Linked DNA regions of Mus musculus: regions 2 and 3 are each linked to region 1. The links are chromatin contacts, called in public HiChIP or PLAC-seq maps. All regions are on one chromosome and are shown on one strand. The core of a region is the stretch at or near the end of the contact, and the rest is flanking DNA. Distances in the headings are between cores, read along the strand shown. Region 1 holds the start of 1700016B01Rik (RIKEN cDNA 1700016B01 gene). Region 2 has its middle 32 kb from the start of Gm36386. Region 3 has its middle 21 kb from the start of C130026L21Rik.

The links. HiChIP or PLAC-seq counts read pairs in DNA pulled down with a chosen protein or histone mark.
Region 2: a contact with region 1 is called in an H3K4me3 HiChIP or PLAC-seq map of craniofacial prominence, with 4 times the contacts expected there. The contact joins the enhancer-like site here to the promoter of 1700016B01Rik in region 1. A contact is called at or near these places in 1 of 15 datasets of contacts at CTCF or cohesin (embryonic stem cells), 4 of 484 Hi-C or Micro-C datasets (bone marrow-derived macrophages, embryonic fibroblasts, myocytes and 1 more), 8 of 115 datasets of contacts at active chromatin or transcription factors (cardiomyocytes, craniofacial prominence, embryonic basal ganglia and 5 more) and 1 of 9 other capture datasets (embryonic stem cells).
Region 3: an H3K4me3 HiChIP or PLAC-seq map of craniofacial prominence shows a contact between it and region 1, with 5 times the contacts expected there. The contact joins the enhancer-like site here to the promoter of 1700016B01Rik in region 1. A contact is called at or near these places in 7 of 115 datasets of contacts at active chromatin or transcription factors (T-cell acute lymphoblastic leukemia, craniofacial prominence, embryonic basal ganglia and 4 more) and 2 of 9 other capture datasets (embryonic tail and embryonic trunk).

What each region holds. Positions count from the first base shown.
Region 1 is chr5:112,154,739-112,157,611 of GRCm38.p6, forward strand. It overlaps 1700016B01Rik (RIKEN cDNA 1700016B01 gene), which reads left to right and starts at 1,489. Exons shown (of 2, transcript NR_166436.1): 1 at 1,489-1,616.
Region 2 is chr5:111,630,195-111,633,071 of GRCm38.p6, forward strand. No RefSeq gene overlaps it. Among named protein-coding and RNA genes, the nearest start is that of Gm36386, 32 kb to the right of the region's middle. Within about 2 kb of position 1,502, at least 74 of the 459 cell types and tissues checked have an H3K27ac peak or open chromatin away from gene starts, as enhancers often do. A contact at or near this core is called in craniofacial prominence, embryonic stem cells and nephron progenitors, where this site is marked.
Region 3 is chr5:111,600,884-111,603,583 of GRCm38.p6, forward strand. No RefSeq gene overlaps it. Among named protein-coding and RNA genes, the nearest start is that of C130026L21Rik, 21 kb to the left of the region's middle. RefSeq lists an enhancer at 379-1,856. Within about 2 kb of position 1,363, at least 33 of the 459 cell types and tissues checked have an H3K27ac peak or open chromatin away from gene starts, as enhancers often do. A contact at or near this core is called in craniofacial prominence, where this site is marked.

The DNA of each region.
Region 1 (2,873 bases), core at 239-2,738:
TCACCAATCTGCTCCCAAGACCATGGAGAAGCCTGATGCTTTGGGTGGCCAGAATCCAGGAGGCAGCCTAGGGCAGCCAGCCTCGTGAAGGTCCGATGAGTTCCAGTTCCTGAGTTGTTCTGGATACAAAACAGCCCTGCAAGGCTGCCGCCCCTGCCTCAGCACCAAAGCAGCCCTGGCAGCCAGGAATGAGGCACTCAAATCCATATACAGGGAGGGTGCGGCAGGGAGACAGGACAAGGGCACCCTAGACTTGACCTCAGTCTCTTCACATGCCAGAAAGTGACTCATGACCAATAATGAAGACCCTTCGGCAGCCAAGCTCCCAGAACAACCACCTTGGTCCTTAGAAATTCCAGATCTGTGTGACTCTGGAAGCTTTCTGTGCTGCTAGAGTCCTCAAAGAGGAGAAGCCTTGATGTAAAAATACCGCCATAAGCCTATGGGCAGTTTTCTTGATTAGTGATTGATGGGGGCCCGCCCATTGTGGGTGGAGCCAGTTCATTGTGGGTGTGGTCAGCCCATTATGGGTGTGGCAATCCCGTTGTTGGTGGAGCCATCCTTGGGCTGGTGGCCCTGAGTTCTATAAGAAGGCAGGCTGAGGGCTGGTGAGATGGCTCAGTGGGTAAGAGCACCCGACTGCTCTTCCAAAGGTCCGAAGTTCAAGTCCCAGCAACCACATGGTGGCTCACAACCACCCGTGATAAGATCTGACTCCCTCTTCCGGAGTGTCTGAAGACAGCTACATATAATAAATAAATAAATAAATAAATCTTTAAAAAAAAAAAAAAAAAAGGCAGGCTGAGCAAGCCATGGTGAGGAAGCCAGTAAGCAGCACCCTCCATGGCCTCTGCATCAGCTCCTGCCTCCAGGTTCCTTCCCTGCTTGAGTTCCTTTCCCGACTTTCTTTGGTGATGGGCTGTGGTGTGGAAGTGTGAGCAGAATTAACCCTTTCCTCCCCATGCTGGTTGTGGTGTCTCATCACAACAACAGTGACTCTAAGATGCTGACCAAGGAGGTGACTAAATCCAAGCAGTAAGAACCAATCAAATGAGAAACAAGTGCTCAGAAGGGCCTTCTGTCACGCCCCATAATGTGCTTGTCTCTCCCAAATCACCCTACAAAGAATTACCCCTACTTCACAGGAGAAAAACTTGAAATTCAGAGAGGGCAAGTCATCGACCCAAGGTCACACAGTGAGTTAGATGTCTAAACTCAAACTCAGCTCTCTAGATGTCCTTAAAATGCAAGGAATTGTCCTAGAAATGACAAGTTCCAGAGAAGGTAAGACACCCACACAGACTAGCCTCTGTTTTGCACCTTAAAAGTAGGTGTCCCCTCCAGCAACCCCTCTCTCTCCACAGCCCTCCCCCACCCCCAGTACCTCCACTCTCCAGAACAGAGATGGTTGCCAAGGAAACAACATTACCAAATAAGCCCCCATTGTCTGGGGCCCTGAGAGGAAATTCATAAGCCCAACCCCTGCTCATTGACCCCTGGTGACCCCAAGGGAGACACCAACCCTCTCTCCGAGCCCCTCCCCAACCCAGCTCAGCTCAACAAAGTGCACCCCAGAGGGGGCCACAGCCAAGACAGAGCTCCCTGAAATGGCCCAGGTAACTACTAGCCTAGGTTCCAGATGCTTACCTTAGTGGTACCAGCACTTATGGCTTTGTAGGTATGTCCTACTGTGTGCTTAAGGATGCCTCCTACTGTGTGCTCATAAAGAGCTCCTTCTGTATGCAAGTGTGTGAATGTGTGTGGCAGGCAGAGGTCAGCCTTAGAGGTAAGCTAAGCTGGCCAGTGAACCCTAGCATCTGCCTGCCTCTGACTCCCTGGCTCTGGGATGGCACATTCACCCACATCTGTCTTTCATGTGAGTTCTGGGGGCCAAGCTCTGGGCCTCAGTCCTGCTGAGAGAAGCTTAAGTAGTGAGGTGTTTCCCTAGCCCCTTCTATGCCAAGACACTGTGGAAGTGAGTCTGGGGATGCAGCAAGCAAGGCTGTCACTCGAGCCAACCCTTAGAATCCAATCGAGGTACACAAGAAGGGAGGGCTGGAGGCATAGTAGGGAGAGGAACTCTTTCTCTGAGACAGAACTGGGCCCAAGGTGGTCAACAGGGCCCCATGCTTAAGCAGCTCGGCCAGCTTCAGAAAGCCCACCTCCGTGACTGCACATTTTCATCCTTGATGCCTGGTGAGGTGAGGTACCACCCATCACCTGGTGCCCTTGAACATGGATCAAGGGAACAGTAAGGAGGGCCCAAAGAGCTTGGGTTGCCCTTGCTGAAACTTCAAGGCTGCCTATTACTGCAGCAGACCCTGCCTTGTGCTGACTGTTGCACCCAGCATAGACACAGATGCGCAGGATGGAACTCATTGGCAAGAATAAGTCTAAGTTCCATCTCCAAGCCAATTGCTGTGGCAAAGGAAGGAAGGAGTGATCTGATTGGCACTGGCTTAGTGCAGGGGACACCTTCCTCCAGATGTGGGGGAGGACATGGCAGAGGGAAGGCACAGTGTGACCAGAAAGGAAACAGCTGACATTAAGGCAGAGCAACAAGTTTTCACTCTGAAAACCTTGCAGCCTGACACAGACCAGAGTGTGAGGGCCATCCTGCAGCCAAGGGCCTTTCAGGAAGTCCTCTGACTCGGGCACAGGCAGCTGGATTTACACAGGAGGATGGCAGAAACCAGGGCAAAGAAAGACTGTCAGCAGGCCCCTGGCTCTCTCGCCTGCTTAGAGCAAAGGTGAAGGGCAGGGGTTGGGGGCAGGGACAGGCCTGGAGCTTTGTCCCAGAACTTATGGCTTTTCCCCATCAGTACTTTCCAGAAAGAAAGAAAGAGGGAAAGAAAGAAAGAAAGAAAGAAAGA
Region 2 (2,877 bases), core at 252-2,751, 520 kb before region 1:
CAAGGCCCAAGCCACCGACACACTGTCTGGTGTGGGTGTCTCAGTTGTTCCCCGCTGTGACAAATGTCTGAGCAGAGCAATGTGAGGAACAGAGGGGCCATGGTGGCTCACAGCATACGGTGTGTTGTCTGTCATGGTGGAAGCCATGGCTGCAGGACAGTGAGGCAGCTGGTCACACAGCACACAGTTCACACCTCACCCCAATGCACATGCTACACGTGTTACCTACCCCACATGCACACACTATACACCTCACCCCACATGCACACACTACAACCTCACCCCACATGCACACAGTATACACTTCACCCCACATGTACACACTACACACCTTACCACACATGCGCACAGTATACACCTCAACCCACATGCACATGCTACACACATCACCCCATATGCACACACTACACACCTCAACCCACATGCACACACTACACACCTCACCCCACATATAGACACAGCACATCTCATTCCACATGCACACAGTACACACCTCACCCAACATACACACACTATACACACCTCACCCCACATGCACACAGTACACACCTCACCCCGCATGTACACACTATATACCTCCCCACACATGCACACAGCACACACCTCATCCCTCATATAGACATTACATACCTCATCCCACATACATACACTATACACACTTTACCACACATACACACTGAACATACCTCACCCCACATACACACACTATACACCTCATCCCACACACATACACTATACACACCTCATCCCACATGCACATAATACAACACATCACCACAGATGCGCACACTGCACACCACGCACATACTGCCCACATTGCACGTTCACTCTTAACCCCCCCGACACTCCATATCATTTGCTTCTGAACCTGTACAGCCATCTCCCTACTTTCTCTGAAGGGAAATGATGTCTTGGAAAGGGGTGCTTCAACCAAAGTACCAGCAAGAGAAAACTGTGGGGTGCGGGGAGTGGGATTCCTGGGCCTGCGGTGCCTCCTCCAGGTGAGGTATCCTACATACCAGCCTCACCCTCGGGCATTGAGGTTTCTCTTGTCTTCATGGATTCTCAATCCATGACTTTGGGGCCAGACACAACTGAGGAACCTGAGGCTCAGAGATAGCAACACAGCTGTCCATGGTGGCCCAGCCCTGGCTGGGAGGGAAGTCAGGCCCCCAGCGGGGGTCCTGCTTGCTGCTGACTTACAAATGGTCAGTCAGCCCCCACCTTGTCACTCAGGACTTCCCTCCCTAACTTCCAACTTCTCCACAAATTCCAGTAACTGCCCACCTCCGGGGCCCTGCCTTTAGCTCCCTGCTCCTTCCATAAGACCTGAGAATTCTTTTCTGGCCTGCCTGCGGGAGGCCGACTCCTGCCTTCACTTTGCGGCCAGCCTGCTTTGGAGGCCCCCTACACCCTCCAGCAGCGGCACCCCCCTCTGGTCCCCAGGTCTCCTACAGGGCTGAAGGAGGCGGAGCTTGTCAATGCATCTTAGAGATCGGAATGTGCCCTTTGACCCCACCAGCTCCTCCCCGGGAGCCGCAAGGAGGCTCCTTTCTCTCTCCTGGGCCCTCTGCTTTTGGAAACAAATGCAGCCTTGCTCTGTCTGCGGTTGAAAGGCCTCTCTCTGTTTAGGAGCTACTTGGGTTTTTAAGTCCTCTGGGCCTCTAATGTTTGAAGGACTCCTCTGTTGTCCGCCGAGGATGGTCTGAAGTTTCGTGCTGGGAGAGGAAGAGGGGCCCTGCCTTGGGGAGGATGGGGCTCCGGCCAGAGACCACCCAGCAGTGTGACACAGGTCTCCGAAGGCTCAGGCAGGGCTGAGTCAAGTCCTGTGGGAGGTTGGGTGGAAGAGGGGAGAACAGAAGAGGAGAGCGGGCCTGAGCACGCCCACTTTAACCCTCTCTCCTGAGCGGAGGGATTTCGCTGCGCACACTCCGCAACACAAGGGTTCTTCAAGCTGTCCTCATTTCCTCTAAGGGAGCTAGGATGATTGGCACCAGCGCAGACAATGTGAAAATCCAAGAACGCCGCTTTGTCAGATAAGCAGGGCAGGGGCCATGCTCATGCTCCTATCGCAGACTCTGGGGCAAAGGCCCTTGAGGTTGCTGTAGGAAGAGCAGTGGCAGAGGGGCAAAGAATGTGGCCGAAAGCTTTGGGGCTAGGCAGTCTGGTTCTATTTCTATCTCCTATGAAAGACTGCTGTGTGACCTCAGGTTAACCACGTTCCTTCTCTGAGCCCCAGCTCCCTCCTCTGTAAAGTACACTTAACAGTAACTTCATGCAGATGTGGAGGTGGCTGCCCAGTGATGCCTGGCCGTGTGGGGAGCCTCTGTGAGCTTCGAGCCACAGAGTCCCTGCTAACAAGGTAGCCTCAGGGCCCCAGGAAACGGACCATCTTTGATTCTTGGGGTCACTGCACACAGGACCTTCCTTCCCGCCCTGTTTGTCTGGGCAGTGCCTGAGTTGGCCACCCACAGCGAGGCTTAAGAAACATTATTTATCCCCACTGTGTGGCAGTCCAAACCTGTCACCCAGCATTTGGGAAGCTGAGGCAGGAACATTGGAAGCCAGGTTACATGGTGAGACCTCACCCAAGGGGCTAGAGAGATGCTTCTGTTGTTGAGAGCACCTGCTGCTGTTATAGAAGACCCCGGCTTGGTTCCCAGCACCCACGTGGTGGCTCACAACCATCAGTAACTCCAGTACTAGGGGATCTGACGCCCTCTTCTGGTCTCCACAGGCACTTTATGTACATCGTGCATAGTCATGCACGCGGGCAAAACACCCATATACATAAAATAAAAAATAAATCTGGGAAAAAGAAAGCCCAAACCAGCAGCAAACAGCAAACTTGCTCCTTTCCCAGCCCCCGACTTCCTC
Region 3 (2,700 bases), core at 113-2,612, 550 kb before region 1:
GAGGGGAGGTGGGAGTGACCCTACCCTGAAGGGCAAGGTCCCTGCTCAGGTCCCAAGCAGTGTGTGAGGGACCCAGGCCTTGGGGAGAGCTGGCTCCAATCCTTCCCTCCCATTGCCTTTTTCTGAACCCCTGACTCCAGCCTCCTTGTGGTCTGGGCTGGAAACCCCACCCTGGGCAACTGCCCCTGAATAGGGACCCAGATGCAGAGTCTCCTGTCCATCTTGGTTTCCCTCAGAATGGGCCATCTTCTCTGGGGGGTCCCTCAGCAAGCACGATTAGCACCCCAAGGACAGGACCCCCTTTATCTCAGGGCTGGGTGAATATCTTTTTCTTGGCCACAGCTTCTCTGCCACATGATGAGCTGTCAAATGGCCACCCACAGCCTTTGAGACGACATAACTGTTTCCATAGATAAAACCAACGTCACTCTAACATAAGGGCCCCTCTGGGGGAGTTTTGACTGCATATTTGGCACCAACTGGTGCTTACCCCCAAACCCTGCTTCCCAAACCCCATCCATTCCAAAGAGCCCTGGGTCCTAAGGGTACATTCAGCCCACGGAGAGCCTCCAGAGTCTCTCCTTAATCTACTGGAACAGGTCCCAAGCAGACTCCTCAGTTGTCTCCTTTGGGGTTCATCACGGTTGACAAAGTACCTCCATTTCCTCTGCCCCAAATATATCTCCTCAGTCTAGAAACCTTGACAGGCAAGATCATTTCTCCTTTGCTGGGGTTCAGATATCACTGACAGCTGGGTGGGGGACTAGAGGTGACGTGGTCACATTGAGGTATCTGTCATACTAGGGGGCAAAGCCTGGTGGGACAGATTGTCTGAAGGGCAGATGGTGGTGGCTGGTAGGAGAGAGTAGAAGATTACATCCACCTTAGCACAGAGTGAGGCCCTGGGCTTTGTAGGAGGCTCGGCCTTGCTGGGAGCAAGCCCAGAAAGGCAGGGTTCACAGGCAGGGCGGTCTTGACAACGGTAACCCCAAGGCCAAAGGCAGAGGAAAGAAAAGAACATTCCATGATGTATATATATTTAGGAGGCCGGGAGACAGGAAAGGAAATCAAGTTAGAGACCGAGAGTTCGCAGCCTGAGCAGGTCTCCAGGCCCCGGGAGAGGTTGTGGAATCCAGATGTGGTCGGGAAGGCGGAGGGGGAGGGGGAGGGGAGGAGGGGAGGGGGGGGGGCAGGCCTGTTCACAATTAGCCTTGATTTTGTGTGATGACATTCAAATTGTGGGCAAGCATGAAAGCAGAGTTGTGAGGACGCGGCTGTCCGACGGCCCCGGGACTAATCCAACGTGAAGGGCTCGGGCGCAGGCCTGGCACCACATGGAAGTACTTTGGGAGAGTTTGATGTTCCGCCAGCTAAAGGGGGATCCATGGTCCTGGCTGAGTGGGCCTCCTCCTCGCCCCGCCTCCTCAGGACTGGCTGGCTCTGGCGAGAAGGGTTAAACCTCGAACACACCAGAAGGTTCTGGGCCTGTGGATGCCCTCACTAGCCCAGCCCTGAAGGCAGCAAGGTGGTCATGTGAGACCCACAGAGCCGGGCCTTGGGCGCTGGGCCAGCAGCAGTGGCTGACGTGGTGTGGGATGGTGTCGTCTGTGAGCTATTTTCAATATTTCTAATATTACAAAGATGAGGTAGCCCACATACTGGGACTTTGGCAGGCAACAGCTTTTGTAACAGGGCCCGTCAGATGGGCCTTGGCTGCAAATTTTGGGATTTTATAGGAAACTGGGGGGGTGGTACAGGAGGCCATCTGGGGCCTTGGGTCACCTAGCAAAAAGGTCCAGGCTCACAGGGAAGCCATCTCGTGAAATGAATTCAGAGAGAGTTGTCATTCCATCGTCTCCACAAAGGGTTGAGCACTGGAGCTGAGGGAAGTTCAGTGGAGGGCCCATATAACACAGGCCCGCAGGATTGACCCAGGGAGTCTCATTTCTCCACGAGAGAGGACTGGATCCTCCAGTGTGTATTAAATGCCTGGGACAGCAGAGGCCACCACTCTAGCTGCATCGGAGACCCAAGCTCTTAAGCAGACTGAAGTGGCCCATCGGCCTCACTTACCCTACTGTTCGAATCACCCACAGGACGTTCGTGCATCAAGACAAGTATGTGGCTGGGGATGAGTGTGGATTGTTCCTTTTCATCAGTATGGGCCACGCCTTCCCGACGCTCTGCCCAGCCCTTCACCTGCTAAGGATTGACTGCTAGGTCCCTCCCATAGCCCTCCCCCCCCCACCCCACCCCCCCAGAGTGCATAGAAGAGGAAGGTACTTCACTGGGTTCTGAGACCCTGGAGGTCCCCTGGGGAGACAGGGAGGAAGGGACTCGACATGGGCTGGGGAGGGCGGGGCATAGGAGTTGATGGAATTTCAGGATGCAGAGGTTAGAGAACAGTGATGTCCACCCCAAGCACGCCGCCTAATGAGACACAGCTTCATAACCCCTGCCTTCCTGCTAGAAAGAGTTGCAGATCTTGAATGTGAACAGCTAGTAGCATGTTAGTGTGTGTGTGCATTTGTGTATGTGTGTGTGTAGTCTGATTTGTATAAGTGCATATGTATAAATGTGTACATGTGTGAATGTATGTGGTGTGTATCATATGCAAATGTGTGTGGTGTACCTGTGTGTATTCTGGTACATGAATATGCACATGTATGTATGTGTATACATATGTATACATGTGAATGT